6 separate regions of the Mus musculus genome follow, and all the other regions are linked to region 1. Evidence: chromatin contacts called from public HiCAR-type, HiChIP or PLAC-seq and promoter capture Hi-C data. All regions are on one chromosome and are shown on one strand. The core of a region is the stretch at or near the end of the contact, and the rest is flanking DNA. Distances in the headings are between cores, read along the strand shown.

Evidence for each region. Promoter capture Hi-C pulls out the DNA fragments that hold promoters and counts their contacts. HiCAR-type assays count read pairs that join an accessible place to other places. HiChIP or PLAC-seq counts read pairs in DNA pulled down with a chosen protein or histone mark.
Region 2: an H3K27ac HiChIP or PLAC-seq map of thymic regulatory T cells shows a contact between it and region 1, with 11 times the contacts expected there. The contact joins the enhancer-like site here to the promoter of Pank3 in region 1. A contact is called at or near these places in 1 of 39 promoter capture datasets (pre-B cells), 4 of 484 Hi-C or Micro-C datasets (B cells, CD4 T cells, Th1 cells and 1 more) and 2 of 115 datasets of contacts at active chromatin or transcription factors (large pre-B cells and thymic regulatory T cells).
Region 3: a contact with region 1 is called in a promoter capture Hi-C map of hippocampal neurons, with 5 times the contacts expected there. The contact joins the promoter of Kcnmb1 here to the promoter of Pank3 in region 1. A contact is called at or near these places in 2 of 39 promoter capture datasets (hippocampal neurons and pre-B cells).
Region 4: a contact with region 1 is called in an H3K27ac HiChIP or PLAC-seq map of bone marrow-derived dendritic cells, with 10 times the contacts expected there. The contact joins the promoter of Lcp2 here to the promoter of Pank3 in region 1. A contact is called at or near these places in 1 of 39 promoter capture datasets (pre-B cells) and 1 of 115 datasets of contacts at active chromatin or transcription factors (bone marrow-derived dendritic cells).
Region 5: a contact with region 1 is called in a promoter capture Hi-C map of hippocampal neurons, with 3 times the contacts expected there. The contact joins the enhancer-like site here to the promoter of Pank3 in region 1. A contact is called at or near these places in 5 of 39 promoter capture datasets (the HPC-7 cell line, cranial neural crest, embryonic stem cells and 2 more) and 1 of 115 datasets of contacts at active chromatin or transcription factors (large pre-B cells).
Region 6: a contact with region 1 is called in a HiCAR-type map of astrocytes, with 3 times the contacts expected there. The contact joins the promoter of Foxi1 here to the promoter of Pank3 in region 1. A contact is called at or near these places in 2 of 39 promoter capture datasets (hippocampal neurons and pre-B cells) and 2 of 115 datasets of contacts at active chromatin or transcription factors (astrocytes and large pre-B cells).

Annotation. Positions count from the first base shown.
Region 1 is chr11:35,768,200-35,770,842 of GRCm38.p6, reverse strand. Pank3 (pantothenate kinase 3) reads right to left here and starts at 1,348. Exons shown (of 7, transcript NM_145962.2): 1 at 896-1,348. The coding sequence starts at 923.
Region 2 is chr11:33,938,393-33,941,035 of GRCm38.p6, reverse strand. It overlaps a transcript of Kcnip1 not described here. Among named protein-coding and RNA genes, the nearest start is that of Gm36395, 7.6 kb to the right of the region's middle. Within about 2 kb of position 1,310, at least 83 of the 459 cell types and tissues checked have an H3K27ac peak or open chromatin away from gene starts, as enhancers often do. A contact at or near this core is called in Th1 cells and thymic regulatory T cells, where this site is marked.
Region 3 is chr11:33,961,703-33,964,345 of GRCm38.p6, reverse strand. It overlaps Kcnmb1 (potassium large conductance calcium-activated channel, subfamily M, beta member 1), which reads right to left and starts at 1,333. Exons shown (of 4, transcript NM_031169.4): 1 at 1,020-1,333. It also overlaps a transcript of Kcnip1 not described here.
Region 4 is chr11:34,045,627-34,048,269 of GRCm38.p6, reverse strand. It overlaps Lcp2 (lymphocyte cytosolic protein 2), which reads right to left and starts at 1,342. Exons shown (of 21, transcript NM_010696.4): 1 at 839-1,342. The coding sequence starts at 916. The region is part of intron 4 of 4930469K13Rik (RIKEN cDNA 4930469K13 gene); the gene reads left to right.
Region 5 is chr11:34,111,818-34,114,460 of GRCm38.p6, reverse strand. No RefSeq gene overlaps it. Among named protein-coding and RNA genes, the nearest start is that of 4930469K13Rik, 15 kb to the right of the region's middle. Within about 2 kb of position 1,295, at least 60 of the 459 cell types and tissues checked have an H3K27ac peak or open chromatin away from gene starts, as enhancers often do. A contact at or near this core is called in hippocampal neurons, where this site is marked.
Region 6 is chr11:34,206,742-34,209,384 of GRCm38.p6, reverse strand. Foxi1 (forkhead box I1) reads left to right here and starts at 1,296. Exons shown (of 2, transcript NM_023907.4): 1 at 1,296-1,917. The coding sequence starts at 1,362.

The DNA of each region.
Region 1 (2,643 bases), core at 99-2,598:
AAGCTGAGTCTGTGAGGTTTATGGGAACAGGCAGGGAAGATGTTCATGCCCCCTTTACAGCTGACCTCTAGGCGCAGTTGTAGATGGCATAAAACACTAAAATCTGTAAAACCTCTATGACAGGAACACAGATCCCCACATGCCCAGTTAGTAGAGAATGAAAGAACAACATTCACAAAGACTGAGCCAATAAACAAGCCAACCGCAGGAATAAGAGGCATTTAAAAGACAGCTTGTGAACCTTGATGTGTCTCTCATAACAGGGTTAGAACCTTTGCATGTATATGCATGTACAACTACAGAAAAAAGCTCGAGGTATTTATCACCATATTAATGTGTTCGAAATAGCTGAAATACGATGTTTAACCTTGGTGTTTATCTGCTCCCTAAAACACAAAACCAGCTGATTTTCTAAACTGCCCAAGCCATTAATTTATCTACAGGCAGAGTACATGCACAAGCGTTGAACAGCTCCAAATGCAAGGCTGACAACTCCCAGGAACCCACCTGGACTTCAAGGACACGCGCAGGAAACCCAGAAACTGGGGAAAATGGGAGGGAGGTGGTGTACCAACCCCTATCTGACAGCCATGACTACCTCTTTTCAAGAGGGGCCTGGTAGCTGTGCTCCCATTTTGGTAAAACCCGAGTCAAGATTCTCCCGTGCACCTCCCAGATCTGCAGGAGCAAGAGAGCAGCGGGCAGGGGGACCGCAGGAGCCTGGCCCTCATGCATGGGGGTGGGGAAGCCCGCCGCCTGCAACCTGGGGCTGCAGCGATCCCTCCCTTCCCTCCCTGGCTGGCGTCCGAGAACAGTCGCGAGCTTAAAGCGGGCCGCTCCGCCAGAGGCTCCAAGGCCCGTCTTCCCAACCCACGGGTCCCCGGTCCCATCTTACAGGGTTTTTTGGCATCCTTGATCTTCATGGCGTCGGCCTAAGGCGCGAGGGGTAGCCTCGGGTGCAGAGCTCAGCGAGGAGAGGTGAATACTCCGGAGCTGGCTGGGCCGCGCGGCGAGGCCCGGCCGGTTCCTCCCCTCAGGCCGGGTGGGGCGGGCCTAGGGCGGGGCGGCGGCGCCTGAGGCCACAGGCGGCCCACGGGGCGGCCCAGCAACCCCGCAAGGGGCGGCCGGGACCGAGCGAGCCGGGGAAGGCCGCGGGCCTCGCCGCTCCGTGGCCCCCCGCAGCCGCTCCGAACAAAAGGCCCCGGTCCCCCGAGCCGCCGCCGCCGCCGCCGCCGCACTGAGAAATAGCCCGCCCAGGCCCAGCGCCCACGTGACTCAGGCCTCCTCGCCTCGCTCTCCGCGGGGCTGCTAGGAGTTGTAGTTCTCCGTAGAGTGAGGCTCCACTCTCCTGCGGCAGATGCTCAGGCGGACTACAAAGCCCAGGATGCCTCTCGACCCCTATTTCTAGCCCCCCTCCGCTTCCGGAGATCGCCTCAGAGTGGTCCCAGCGGGGAAGAGGCGGAGCCTTAGTCACGCCAGCAAGGAGGCCGCCAATGGTAGCAAGCCGTGGGCGGTCCTGGCAATTCCCGGGCTCTGGTCTCGTAGCGGCTGAAAGAAGAGAGGGGTTGTGAACTCTGAGGGCGCTGTGGCTGTCACGCAGTCGCAGATTTTCCTCTTGATGGTTTTTCCCTGTGATGGCTGTGTCAAAATTCAGGGGTCCAGACCACTGAATACGTTTGATGAGATAAGTCATCCGCTAAAGGAACACCTTGAATATTGGGGTTGGAAGGTCACTAAAGATGGTAACATTTGCTACATAATTATTATTTAATGTAATGTAGTCTAGCAGCCTTTTGAGTCACATGCGAGTTTTATTTACTGTGAAGATACGGCAGGAACGAGGCAGTCGAAACACTTGAAAGTTGTAGTATGGTCGTGGTGCAACGCCTTTAATCCCTGAACTCTGTGGAGGCAGAGGCAGGCAGATCTCTGGAAATTCGAGGCCAGCCTGGTCTACAGAGCGAGTTCCAGGACACCCAGAGCTACAGAGAAACCCTGTCTCATAAAACAAAACGTTTGAAAGCACATGCCTTTCAGGTTCCTCACAGGATCTCTCTAGTCTAGCTCCTCATTATAAAGAGGAAAGTGACTTTCAGAGAAAAGAATTAGATGCACCAGTTCTCAGAATAAACCCAGGATACCCTTTTCTCTACGCCTCTTGTGATTTGAGATCATCCATCGGAAAAGGAAGAGATGGTATCAAGGACATGGCCTCTCCTCCACTTTTATGTCTTAGATGGCAAAGAATTCAGTCATTGACAATATGTGGCTTGGTAGGAACCTCCATGTGCTTGCCCCTGGGGAGTTGGCCCTGGAAGATAGCATTCCAAGAAACAATCTAACTGGCGAGCTCTGCTGTCCTGCCTTTGCTGATTGCTATAGTTTGGATTTAGTTGCTCTAAGCCAAAATTCACACTGAGGCTTCATTTCTCAATGAAGTAGTGTGAGAAGGTGGGGCCTTCAGGAAGTGACTGGGTAATGGGGACACCAGTCTTGCGGTTGATCAATGACTTTCTCTAGAGACTGTATTACATCTCATGGGACTAGGTTAGAGCTTATGGGAATGAGTTGGGTCTGGCAGGTCTGGTTTAATTACTGTGTACTGGTGGATATAATGGAAAGTTAGCTTTGGTGTTCTGGCGA
Region 2 (2,643 bases), core at 61-2,560, 1.8 Mb after region 1:
CTCTTCAAGTAGAGTAAGGAGAATCTGTAGTCCCTTTCTGAGTGTTCTGGCCAGACCAAGAACACCCTGACTCCTAAAGAAAGAGAACAGGTTTTCAACCATGAAGATAGACTGAGAACAAGGGTAAGCCAGTGATCCGCATGAGGGAACTGATCAGGATGGCCAGGAAAGCCTGTCATAATGTTCCAGACTGCCCTGATTGCCTGGAGATCCAAAGATCCTTAAGATAGCCACCTTAGCTTAGAAAGGACCCACTCACATTTACAGACTGCAGAGTTTTCCTAGGAAGAAACAAATACCAGAGTCACCCCATTCCGGAGCCCTTCTGAACATGTCCGCACACACCTGAACTTGCTTTCCCTCCCATCACAAGAGCAAGTGACAGACTGACTTAAAGAGACAAAGACCATGCAGATCCAGTCAACAGCAAACAGACAAATCACAGGTGGTCACCAAACATTCATTCATTCAACAAACCACACAGAGCCTGGACACACAGGCTGATCAGGCAAGTTCTGCAGACCAAACTTACCTCTGGAGGTGTTCAGAACAAATGACATCCAATTTGCTCTTGTGAGAGGCTGCATCCAGGTGCCACTGGAACATTCGGCAGCCTTTTGTCAGAAAGGATTTTCATGGGGCCCTAGAAAGTCTCAGGATGGGTGTCCTCTAAGAGTCCTCATTGCCTGTGCACTTTTCCCAACTCGTGGGGGTCAAGAGGCCTCTACATGTCTGGATTCAGTCTGGGATCCCAGTGGGACTTCTAAACTGTTACAGGAAGCTCACTAGAGATGACCACTCAGACACAATGTGTAGCCAATTAAGCCTTTATTCCAGAAGACTGGGACCACGCCCACGTGTTCAGGGGCTGAGGTATGGTCTGAGAGCATCCAAACCAAGGGGTTTTTTAAGGCAAAACCCTCATTCTGGCATCTTGTTCAGCAGCTGCAGAGGGAGGATAGAAGCGGGAGTGGGGTGGGGTGGGGTGGGGTGGGGTGGAGTGGGGACTTCACAGAGGAAGAAGTTCAAAGCAAGCAGTGTTAGCAGATGCTAAGATAAGTGGTTAGCTGGAGGAGGTTCTGCACAAACAGGCAGTTTTTTAACAAAAGTTAAGATAAGCTGGCTAGGAACTCAGTTCCTAGAACAGAGTTGGGTAATTTTCTATGGGATTCTTCATCAAGGAAGTCAGATTTTAGTTAAACTGGGAATGGCCTCAGCAAGAACACAAGATGGAGGAACCTCTGCACTGTCTTGCCTGGTCAGTTTCTTCCTCACTTAACACATGGCATGTACCAAGCTACAGTAGCTATTGGCCAGTAGATGGTGTGATCTATCAGCTCATCAAATAACCTCGTGTGAGCGAGCATGACTACATACCAAGTCTGACATGTGTATTTCCTGGGGAAGTCGTCAGTAGATACATGGCTTATCTCATAATCAATGGCTTCTCATGACTAAGGAAAGGTAGCCTGGAGATTTTCAAGGAGAGGACTCAAGACCCTGGCAAATGGTGTAGTAAGGAAGCAAAACTGACCACTTAGCTGAGGGTTACTCCAGGATGTGACCAATGAATTTTTAACAAAGAAGTCAACACCCTAGGGAGGCGGGCTTCTTTGAAATCCATTTTAAAAAGCTCTGCCTGATACTATTGGTAACTTACAGAACATGAATCAGAATCCACCTGGGCATCCCTGAATTTACAATGGCCTATACCTCACATCTCCACCTAGACCACAACGCTTCCTGAGGGCAGAGCGAAGCTCACAGAGTCACTCTACCTGCATCCTGCTGCTGCAGAGAGGCTCCTGCCATGCCACTGCAGACTTAAGGGTGAAGATTACACTGTTGCTCAAAACCCAGCGTCATCTTCAGCAGGGAGGTGACAGTGACTTTCTTCACAGTGATGTCTAGTTAAGGAGCTGGCCCTCCCAGCAAGCGTATGCTTGACTCACAAAGCAGCTCAGCTGTGTGGCTTCAGGCAAGCTGCCTCATTTGCTGAGCTGCTGCGCCACAGATCTTATCCTCCTCCGTGGTACAGGAAGAGAAAGCGCTTCTGACTGCACATAAACCCAGGGACCGACTACGGACAGAGCAGATACTCTAAAGAACAAAAGGGCACCAGCAGCTGCTGATGTTACCTGGTTAAATGAAGTCAACTTGAAATCCCAGCAGAGGCCATCAACCAGAGGAAGAGTGGAGAGGGGGAAGGGCAGAGCTTATGAAGGAAGGCTGGAGAAAGGGCTGTGAGTGGCTTATGGAAGTTCCCTACCCCTGAGGCCTGGCTTAGAGCAGGGCTGTGTGGTGTAGGAGCTGTTTATTAACCCTTAGGGAATCTCTACAATTTAGCCTGTAATCTGCTTCCCTCCCCCTTCCCCCTCCAAACACCTACTGAGTATATGCTCTTTGTCAAATAATTCCCCAGGAGTCAAGTAGCCTGGATTTTTGAGAGTATAAACAGACTTATTCAGCAACCCACACAGAACAGGTAGAAAACACCTGTCAGAACCACATTAATGTTCTGAAGTCACTCTCTCCCCCCCACCCCCCAACACACACATACACCCTTCATAGCAGCCAGACAAAAAGCAAGTGGTTGCCCACCCAGTGAAGGCCTTCTTTCCCTCTCGGCCTGCAGAGAGCATT
Region 3 (2,643 bases), core at 84-2,583, 1.8 Mb after region 1:
GGGGATTTCCTTGTGGTGCTGGCTTTTTCCAGTGAGCCCTCCTAGACTCCTGAGCATTCCCAAGATAAATGACAGCAGGAGTCTGCTCAAGGCTACAGCATGGAAGCTCAGAAGGGAAAGGAAGGAAGGATGTCACCTGTTCCTGAGAGGTCTCGCTCCTGTGACTGGTTGTGCCTGTAATGTCCCGATGGCTCACCAGCTACATGAAGTGAGTTCAGTTTAAATGTAAAGCTTAGGTGGGAATCTGGGATGGGCCTAATGAGAACCTCCAGCAAGAAGGATATGAAGCTCTGATATGCACTGTGGCCTGAGACAGGAAGAAATGGGTTTCCATGATAACAGAAGAGATTTCAGGGAGACTATGCCGGATGTGAAACATTAAGTATCTCAGGACTCCTTGGATGGAATTCTGTAGAAAAGTCACCTGAGGTCTGGGCTTGATCTAGGAAAGTTGGAAAGGGTTAAAGAAGAGTCCTATGTGGCATAACTGTTGGGTTGTTGATCTCTTCCTTAGAAGGACTGGGGATAGAGTATGTAAGGGTTTTGGGGGAGTTTAGAGAAGAGAGGCCATCAGATATAAGACCGAGTCCTGGCTTTTCTACTTAGCAACCATATGACTGTTAAAACAAGAACAATAGTGCCCTCCTCAGGGTCCTGATGTAGACCCACCAACACTGCTGAGCGTCACCTCATAAATAAGTGATGCCCTCCATAAACAGGCGCCATCATTAACTGAGGAATTGAAGGAGCTTGGTGCACTCTGCCAGGCCTGTTTGTCGATCCCTATCCTGATGACAAGTGACAACACTGGTCCTGACTGGCTGGCCACAAAAGAGACGCCCAGACCAGGGTCAACAGGCCAGGCAGGCCCTCCGGTGCCAGAACTCTGATGGGCATCAGGAGAGGTAGGGATTTTCACCACCCTATCCATGCCATCACAGGCTGCTGTCTCCCACCATCTCCCCTCAGCCCCGGCTTCCTAGAAGCCCTTCCCAAGCTCTCTGGGATGTAGCACTCACAGTTCTCTGGGTCTCCGCTGGCTGGCAGATGGTTTCTCTCCACTCGCCCCACCCCCACCCCCACCCCAAGTCAGGCCTGGGAGCTCTAGCAGGAAGTTTGGTCTCCCAGCTGGTCTCCAGGGAAGCAGTCTCAGTCCCATCTGGGTCGAGCCTCCATGCCCAAACATGGTCAAGTCTGAGCACACAGCTTGCCCCGGGATAAAAACTCCACAAGCAGGTACCTAGCCTCACAGCCCTCAGCTGCTGTTGGGGACTCTGCCCCTGCATTTCCCAGAGTCTCCTGGGAAACAGATGTCAAACAGCAAAAGCCATTACCCACCCCACAAGGCCATCCTGATATATGTACAAAAATGTTTCTTCTACACTCCGTCTTTCAGGCTGGCAGAGAAGCCAGGAATAGGAAATGATCTTCCTTGTGTAGTGCAGGGGAGGGAGGTAGAGGGGTTGGGCTTGTCACTAGCCCATGTTATATCCACACCAGTGCAGCCAAAGCCTCCCACCTTTGTCCCTGACTTCCTGTGTGACTCTGAACAAGTCACTGAACCTCTCTGGACCTCTGTCTTCTCCCTTCTATAATTAATAGCATTTTGAAAACTTAACTTTATTCTGGATTGTTAAGTTAGAGATGGAGTTCAGAGAAAGGAGGAAATTCCGCCTTTTAAAGACCACTGGGGCTGAGGCTGGTAGCGGTGGGTCCCACAGCTGCTTCCGGCCAGCCGTCCAGGTCCAGGGACAGTGCCATGCTGGGGACCTCCCACAGACTGACTCTGCTTCATAGGCAGAAAGTTATTGCAGCCAATACGACAACTGAACATTGGTACTGGAGGTAGGGGTGGGGGGCAAACCTGCTTTTGCACTCCGGGTCCTTGTGGATAAAGAGAGCACTGTAAGAGTTGGGAAAGCAAGAACAAGCCCCGCCCCACCCCTGCCCCAACCCCGGCCCCGCCCCCGCCCCGCCCTCCTTACACCTTGGTGCCCTGCTAGTCATCTGCACAGAACTTGATGCCTGGTCCAGAGTTTCTCTACTTGATGAACAGAGACAGATTGGAAGTTGGCCCCTCCCAGTGTCAAATCCCAGCCATCTCTGCCACCAAGGGACTGTTCTAACACCTCAAACCATACCTCTGTTATGTCTCCAGCCACCTAAAGTTCTAGAAGTAGCCTCTGGTGTCCCCAGGCCCAGGGCAGTGGGTGCATCTTAGATATTCCTGATCACTAGGTGTTAGCACCTCTCACCTAAGCCTAACACCTGATAATCAGGGCCCTCTAAGGCCCAGAAAGAAAGTTGTCACTCAAGGCTCCTTGACACTCTGGGGGGTGAACAGCACCCCATCCCCCTTTAGTCACTGACTCTAACTAGAGAGACAACTACCTGTTTAGTTGCCTCATAGCAACTGGAGATTTATTAGTGTGCATGTGCCTGCATGTGTGTGTGGTGCTTAAATGATTTGTGCATGTGTGTGTGATATGTGTGTGTTTGGATAGGTATGGTGTGTGTATTATGTGTGTATGATATTGTGTATATGTGTGTGTACTTGATATTTTCACACATGCATGCATTCATGGAAACCAAAGGGAGACATTGGGTGTTTTTCTCCATCTGGCCCACCTCAGGAAGGACCTT
Region 4 (2,643 bases), core at 93-2,592, 1.7 Mb after region 1:
GAAGAGTTTAATGACTTGGGATATGCCTAAGCAGACATGTGGTCACAGTTAGCTGTTAACAAGGATCTTGCCTATCTCCTCCTATCCTGGAAATCAGGACAGCAGAACTCTGGTCCAGCCTGACTTCTAAGTCTGCTGAACTTGTCTTCTACGTCCCTAACTATCCTGGGGCTTATGTCTGTTTTCTGGACAGCTTTCCAGGATTCTCATAAAACTCCAGTGAGGCTCTGGCCAATAAAGAGACTCTAGCCTTCTTCCAGGATCATGAACAACAGATGTCAAAACACCAGTGTTCATCCAGCTCTCTGTTCTAACCTCCTGCCCTGCCTGTTCATTTTCCTACCCCATCTCTCCCTTTCTAGTAAGTAGCCTTTACCACAGTAAGCCTCTGCAGCTCAGAGCATGTGCTTTAAGGCTAAATAGGCAAGACTCCAATCTAACCTGATTGCAGAAGACTCAAGAGCTTTGGAACGCTTCAACTCCCCGAGCTGACTTTTCAGCTGAGCAAAATAATGATGTTGTTACAACGCAACACTGTCAATGCAGATTGTTAGTATGTCAACACGGATCTCCCATGACAGTGGGTTGTGTCTGACAAGACACAGTCTGTAGAGCACTGGAAGTACAGGCAGTGTGTCTAGGGACTTGTGTAGCTGAGGGCCCTCCCCCCTATCTTTCTCTACAGGACACGTTACCAAGAAAGCAATGTCTGTCTGTCTCCTATATCTACCACTATACCATACACCTTCCACATACTGTCCACAGTCCACCTCCTGTCTCTGCCCACCCAACCAAAGACATACCAGACCAACCAAAGGCACAAGAGGGAAAGACCCACCTTCCTGAAATAGTCAGCGAGGTTGTCTGAGTTCCAGGCTAGGACCTCTGAGCGAAACGGGACATTCTTCAAGGCCATGGCTGCTCTACAGGGAGAGGCTCACAAACTGAGGAGAGGCGATGCAGCCATGAACAGGGGAAAAGCCCAGATCCAGAGCTCTGAGGTGTCCTTGGCTCTTCTGATTCCCAGATGCTCTCAGGAACACCCTTGTTGAAGAGGACTCTTTTCTGCTGTAGCCAGATCCCCAAAAGCAGCGGCTTCCCCTGTGAACAAATATGGTCTCTTCTCAGAAAACGACTCAGCTAGTTTCCTTTACCACTTCCTCTGCTGACTTCTAAATAAGTAAACAAGGAAGGACAGCTCTGGGGGTTCATAATGCAGAGAGAGAGAGAGGGGAGAGAGAGAGAGAGAGAGAGAGAGAGAGAGAGAGAGAGAGAGAGAGAGAGAGAGATTGTTAATTCCCCACTGGCCCAGACACCCCAGCCAAGCAGGAAGAGGAACAAAGGGGGCTTAAACTCCAGTGTCAGTTCAAGTATTTTTTTTCCCATTAGTATTACAGACACTCAAAGCTGGGCACCATATTTGTGCTTGGCTGACTCTTTGCAGATAAGGATCTCTTTTGACAGTTCCTTAAAATTATCTATAATTTCATCCACTAGTGAACTGTGGGAGAAGGAAGATAGTCTCTCAATGTTTTCTGACCTCCTTCCCCACCAGTTTGTTCTTATTGAAAGCAGTGTGGCCTTCAGCTGCTTCTTGGTGTTATGAAGCCTGGCTCCTTAGCAGCCAGGAGAGGTAATAATGCTACAGGTCAGAGGAACAGCTCCATTTCTGATAGGAATGTTTATGCACTGTAGCTTTGAGCATGAAATGACAGTCTAGGCAGACAGTTTCCATATCTGCAAGGCAGGGAAACAAAGGGGTTATACACATAAAACTTTAATGCATTTGCTAGGCAAATGTAAAGATAAAAAGTTTAAAGAATTGTTGCTATTGATGGCACACCTTCTATACGCTGTGCTTTTTTTGTCTTATATTCTGTCTACCATTGTTTCTTCCATATATGGCATTTGCTTTTGATTCTACCATATGCCTAGGCAAAGAGTATATATAATGCCTGGAGATGGGAGAGGGGGATCTGTTGCTTCCTCCTCCAGTCTCAGACTCTATACACTTCTCACAGACTGATACAACCATTGGCAGTGAGTGTGACCTGAGGTTAAAGCATTGGTGCATAAGGCAACCTGCAAACGCAGGTTAGCCAGGATTCCATCTGTATGTGCACATACATGAGTGCACATATGGAAATGCACACACACACACACACACACACACACACACACACACACACACCTAGTTCTCTGTTCCAATGCTTGAATAGCGCACCATTGGTACGTGAGGTGCTGTTCCTGAAGGTTTGTCAAGGGTAGCTTTAGTCATGTGTGCTTTCCATTTTCTATAGACTACAGGAAGCCCTGCTGCCTCTAGCAGCTGTCTCAGTACCTGATTGTGAGCTTAAATGAGATGCAGATGCAGATGCAGTGCCAGGCCCAGTCCCTGAAACATGCTCCATGCTGCTGATCTGCAGGAAATGCCCAGGTATGTTACATAAAGCTCAACTGTGGCTGACGCTCAATGGACCACTGCCCTGCTGCTCCAAAGCTCCCTTCTCAGTGAGAGACATTATTTCATCTTTCAAATCAGCAGCATGGCAGCCAATTGAAAATGGAGAGTAAAGAAGGCATCATGGAATGAACCTAGGCTTTATGTATAAGCTTGGAGAGTGGAGTGGATAGGTGAGAATT
Region 5 (2,643 bases), core at 46-2,545, 1.7 Mb after region 1:
AGCAAGCCATGGGGAGCAAGCCAGTAAGCAGCACCCCTCCATGGCTTCTGCATCAGTGCTTACTTCCAGGTACCTGCCCTGTTTGAGTTCCGGTCCTGACTTCCTTCAGTGATGGACTACAACGATGGGCATACACACCAAATAAAAACCTTTCCTTCTCAACACACTTTGAGTCACTGTGTTTCATCACAGCAATAGAAATCCTGAGACACAGGTCAAACCTTCACAGACCGGACCCTCAGACAATATGAGCCAAACAAATCTTTTTTCATTTAAATGGTTTCTGCCAAGTATTTGGTCACAGAGATGATAAAAGTAGCTAACACAGAAGATCCATTGTCCTTGGGAAGCTGGGAGGAGATACCCTAGACCTCCCAAAATGACCTTGATGGAGCTGCTTGGTATTCATTAGTCTGTTTCTTCACTTGCCAAAGTAAGAGCCCTGGGCTTAATGATTTCTGGGTACCAGGTACCACGTGGTGTTGTGTAGAGGCAGTACAGGCTCCAGAGGCAGGTGACTAGTAGCCCAAGCTCTTTGTTCAACCAGTGTCCTGGCAGTGGGTACAGCACATGTGTGAGTCTCAGCTTTGCATCCACCAGTGGGGGTGATAATGGTGTGTACCAAGCCCAGTCAGTGCCTTCCAATTAAAAAGTCCAGGAACTCCCCGTGCAGAGTAGAGATACCATGCATGCTTATTCTAGTCCTTCAAGGCAGCTCAGTGAGCAAGCAGGCAGCTCTGAGACAGAAGGCAGATGTTTGAAACCAGCCAGCACTGTCACTTTCTGCCAGGGACTTTGGACAGGTTGCTTGCTCTGTCTAAACCTGTTTCTCTCATGTAAAATGCTGTGGGGTTTGCCAGAATCCAATGAAATATATTACATATGTGGAATGTCATCCTACAGTTAGAGTACATATATGCAGCCACATATAACATCTCAGAATGGTCTCAGATTTGTTTCCTATAGACCAGTGGTTACTGGGATTTTAGTGACTATACTATTTATTGCCTCTGTTTTCATCCGGACAGGATTGTACCCCTAAGCCACTAATCAAATATCTGTTTATCTCAGATATCCTAATCACCAAGACTTGCCGACCCGCAGTCCTCACGACCTCAATATATTGCCCTAACTGCTGTTAAAGCCCCAGTCAGGACAGCACAGCAAGCACAAGAAACTCAAATGACTGAGATGGGAGCTGCTAATTTAAATGAATAGCTTTGGCAAAGGGAGCTCTCCCCTAGGGTGTGAGGGAGATAATGGTGGCCAGTGTTTGGAGGCTGGAGCCTGCCTGTTGTTTGCTGCCTCTAGGGCCAAGCATTGCTATAGCAACAAATGACTTAGCAACAGCTTTGAACAGACTGCTTCTTTGAAAGAATTTACATAATAGAGATTATGGTTACAGTCTCTCAGGAAGGGAAAACAGGACTTTTCTTGTCCTCTTAAACATTAAGGACATTTGAAGGACCAATCCCTTCTCAAAAGCTGTACTGTAAGTGGGTGGGGAGGCTAGAAGGCTGTGCATCACAGTACTGGCAGTAGCTTCCTAAGAGATTAAAGGTGAACCTTGATTTCTTTGGGGGCACACGTGGTGGTTAGAGACTTTCCCCCCTGCTTTTCTTTTTATTTAAAGTAATATTTCTATTTCATTTCTGAATATCATGATATTTATTCATCCATCCTTCATATTCCATTTCCCTATCATCAAACATAATTGTGAATTGAATATATTTAAGATTTATTTTTATTAATTCTTAGCTAGCACATAACTATGCATATTAATGCAGTGCCATGCGAGATTTTGATACACGGATGCCCTGTATAATGTTTAAAATAAGGTAAGCAGGCCCATTTCCACAAATGTCACTTATTTATGGTGACAGGTTTCAGTTATTTTAGTAAAAAATTTTAACCTTAAAAATAATACACTGAGCAGAATGCACAAGCCTAGCAATATGGAGAAGGTATCTGTGGCCCAGGGCAGGATTTGGCCTAGCATTGGTGGAGAAATGCCTTTAGGAGCTTCAAAAAACATAGCTGTCAATATCTGATGGGAACACCCCAAAGGTTAGTCAGTGACACGAGAGCTGACCTCTGCTGAGGAGTGAGTTCGGATCCTGCTGTGTTTACCCGGTGAGAACTATTCCCATTTGTCATTTCTTAACTCAGAAGTGCATGGAGCCATCTCCCAAGACCAAAGAGTCCCAAGACAAAAGCATAACAGGGAAAATCTGTGTAGGTGTGAGGTGAAGGTTTCACATGACTCATATGACCTCTGGGGGAAATGAGATTGAAGAGACAGCACAGTGCCTGAATGTGTGTGTTTCTGCAGTTGCTATTGCATTGTATCATTATGACAAAGCCTCTCAAGTGAATGATTTAAAAGAAAGAGATGCTTATCGGGTTCACAGTTTCAGAAAGTTCAGCATACAGTCCCCCGGTCTTATTGTTCCAGGCCGGTAGCAAGACCGTTTGTAACTGTGGGTGAGATCGAGGAAGCTGCTCACTTCACGACATCTGTGAAGGGCCAGGATCTGAAGAACCCTTTCAGGGGCACACCACCCAGCCATGATCTAAATGTCCTTGGCTATGCACCACCCCCTAGGGTTCTACGACCTCCAATACTGCTGACAACAAAGCTTG
Region 6 (2,643 bases), core at 47-2,546, 1.6 Mb after region 1:
GGGCCTGCTTGTAAGCACTGTCTCTGAGACTAAAAGACAGGAGAAGGACGAGAGCAGCCGGTGTGTGTGTGTGTGTGTGTGTGTGTGTGTGTGTGCTTGCATTGCCTAGCTCCGCATTGCCTAGCTCCCTCAGTGCCAGGGGTCTCTGCACAACAACTTCCACAGATGTTGGATCAACTGAGGATCAGGGGAGACTGCTGTGCCTTAAAGCTAGAAAGAAACTTGAATCGTGGGTGTTCTTTCTCATTTCTACCTAAAATCCAGTTCCCATCCTCTATCTTTTGATGTTCTTTTTAAGAGCCCTGCTGCTCATCTTGGGGGGTTTCCAGGCCATGTCCACAGCAGCCTTCACATTGTCTTCTTTCGGCCTACAGTGTGTGTGTGTGTGTGTGTGTGTAAGTCTCTGTGTGATATGTGTGTGTGTCTCTGTATGTGGTATATGTAAGAGTGTGTGTGTGTGCATGTGCATATGTGTATGGTATATGTGTGTGTGGTATATGTAAGAGTGTGTGTGTATGTGGTGTATGAGAGAGAAAGAGAGAGAGAGAGAGAGAGAGAAGAATGAGAAGGGGGAGGGGGAGATAGAGAGAGAGGGAGGAATGGGGAGGGCAAGAGAGGAGAGAGAGAGAGAGGGAGGAGTGGGAGAGAGAGAGAGAGAGAGAGTTAGGAGCAGAAGGGAGCCACATGTGTCCTCTCCAGAGGCCAAACTGCTCTCTGACTCTACAGGAGCTGTAGAGTGTCCTGGCAACTCTAGAAAATGCATCTAGCCTTCCAAAGACCAAAGCATGAGCTGCTGATATATAGGGGTGGGGTGGGTGAGGTGGGTGGGGTGGGGTAGGTGGGGGTTCATCAGAGAATGAGGGGCAGGAGTGGAAGGGAAAACAAGGGCTCAAGAGCAAGAAACAAGAGTGAGAGACAGAATGAAGCAGGCAAAGAGAAGGGAAAGAAAGTGTGAGAAACAAAGAAAGCAACACAGAATAGCCTGTGGAGAAGATGGGAAGGAGGGAGAAAGGCAGGGAACGTGAGGAGGGAGGGAAAATGCAAGGGAAAGAGAAAGGTACTCTGGAACGATGGGAAAGAAAACAGGGGGAGGATGGAAGGGAGCTCTTGTCACTTGGGGTACTGGTTCCAATAAGTCTCCTTTAGCATGTCATTAGTGGGAACTAAGGCCACAGGCAGCTAAGGCAAGAGGGAGGCGGGCCCTGGTCGGGAGCTGCTGGCAGGTGGCCGCCCCTGGGTGGGGCCACCCAGCCAAGCCCTGGGGGTATAAGTCACAGGAGGCCAGGACCTGCTGAGCACCTGTCAGGGGCAGCTCCAGAGAACACAGGTGCGGCCGGTGGCTACCCGAAGCCAGCTCCAGCATGAGCTCCTTCGACCTCCCAGCGCCTTCACCACCTCGGTGCAGTCCCCAGTTCCCCAGCATCGGCCAGGAGCCCCCGGAGATGAATCTTTACTATGAGAATTTCTTCCACCCTCAGGGCATGCCCAGTCCTCAGCGCCCAACCTCCTTCGAAGGTGGTGGCGAATACGGGACCACTCCCAACCCCTACCTCTGGCTCAATGGGCCGGCCATGACCCCACCACCCTACCTGCCTGGCACTAACGCCAGCCCCTTTCTACCCCAGGCCTATGGCATGCAGAGGCAGCTACTGCCCAGCGACCTGGGCTGGCTGCCCATCCCCTCTCAGGAAGAGCTCATGAAGCTGGTACGCCCACCATATTCCTATTCAGCCCTCATTGCCATGGCAATCCACGGTGCGCCCGACCAGCGCCTCACACTGAGCCAGATCTACCAGTACGTGGCCGACAACTTTCCCTTTTACAACAAGAGCAAGGCTGGCTGGCAGAACTCCATCCGCCACAACCTGTCACTCAACGACTGCTTCAAGAAGGTGCCCCGAGATGAGGACGACCCAGGTAAGACAAGTAGCAGTGCATATGGAATAGGAGACCATCCCTTGAAAGGCTGTAGGCATCCCTGAGGGCTCATTTTATTTTTGTTCCGAACTCTGTTCTAAAAAGTTCTGACTGGAGCTGCTAGGAGACAGAGCTGAAGGGAATCCACAGTAGAGGAGAATGTGAGCCCTGGGAACAGATTCAGGCTTCTGCTGTGCCTCAGTTTCCTCGTCGAAAGAATAACAGGGAGGGGAGTTGGTCAGTCTTTGATGTGCGCCAACACTCAGAATCCTGCATGTGTATCTCGGTGCCCAGCACATGACAAGTCCTGGGCAGGACTAGACCAAGCCAAGCCAGAGTGTGTCACAGCCACACCTGTAGTAGAGAGGACCTGACCATGGCTGGGCACCGCTGATGGCCCCATGGCACAGCTCTGACCTTTCCCTCCATTTGGAACCTCTTTTAATGCTGGCAGCTCTCTATATAGGGTGTCTTTTAGTGAACCCATTGCACAGATGAGAAAAATAGCATTTGTGTGTAAAGCTGCTTCTCTAAAGTGGCATAGACCGGAATGGCAGTGATCGTATTCAGCTCAAATGGCGTAGACCAGAATGGCAGTGATCATGTTCAGCTTAAATGCAGCTCCTACACTAAGACTGGAGCATCCCTTCTAAAAGGTGAGCAGGAGACATTGCCGAGAGGAGTGTGAAGCATTCCGACATCCAGTTTCCAGGCCCAAACACTAGT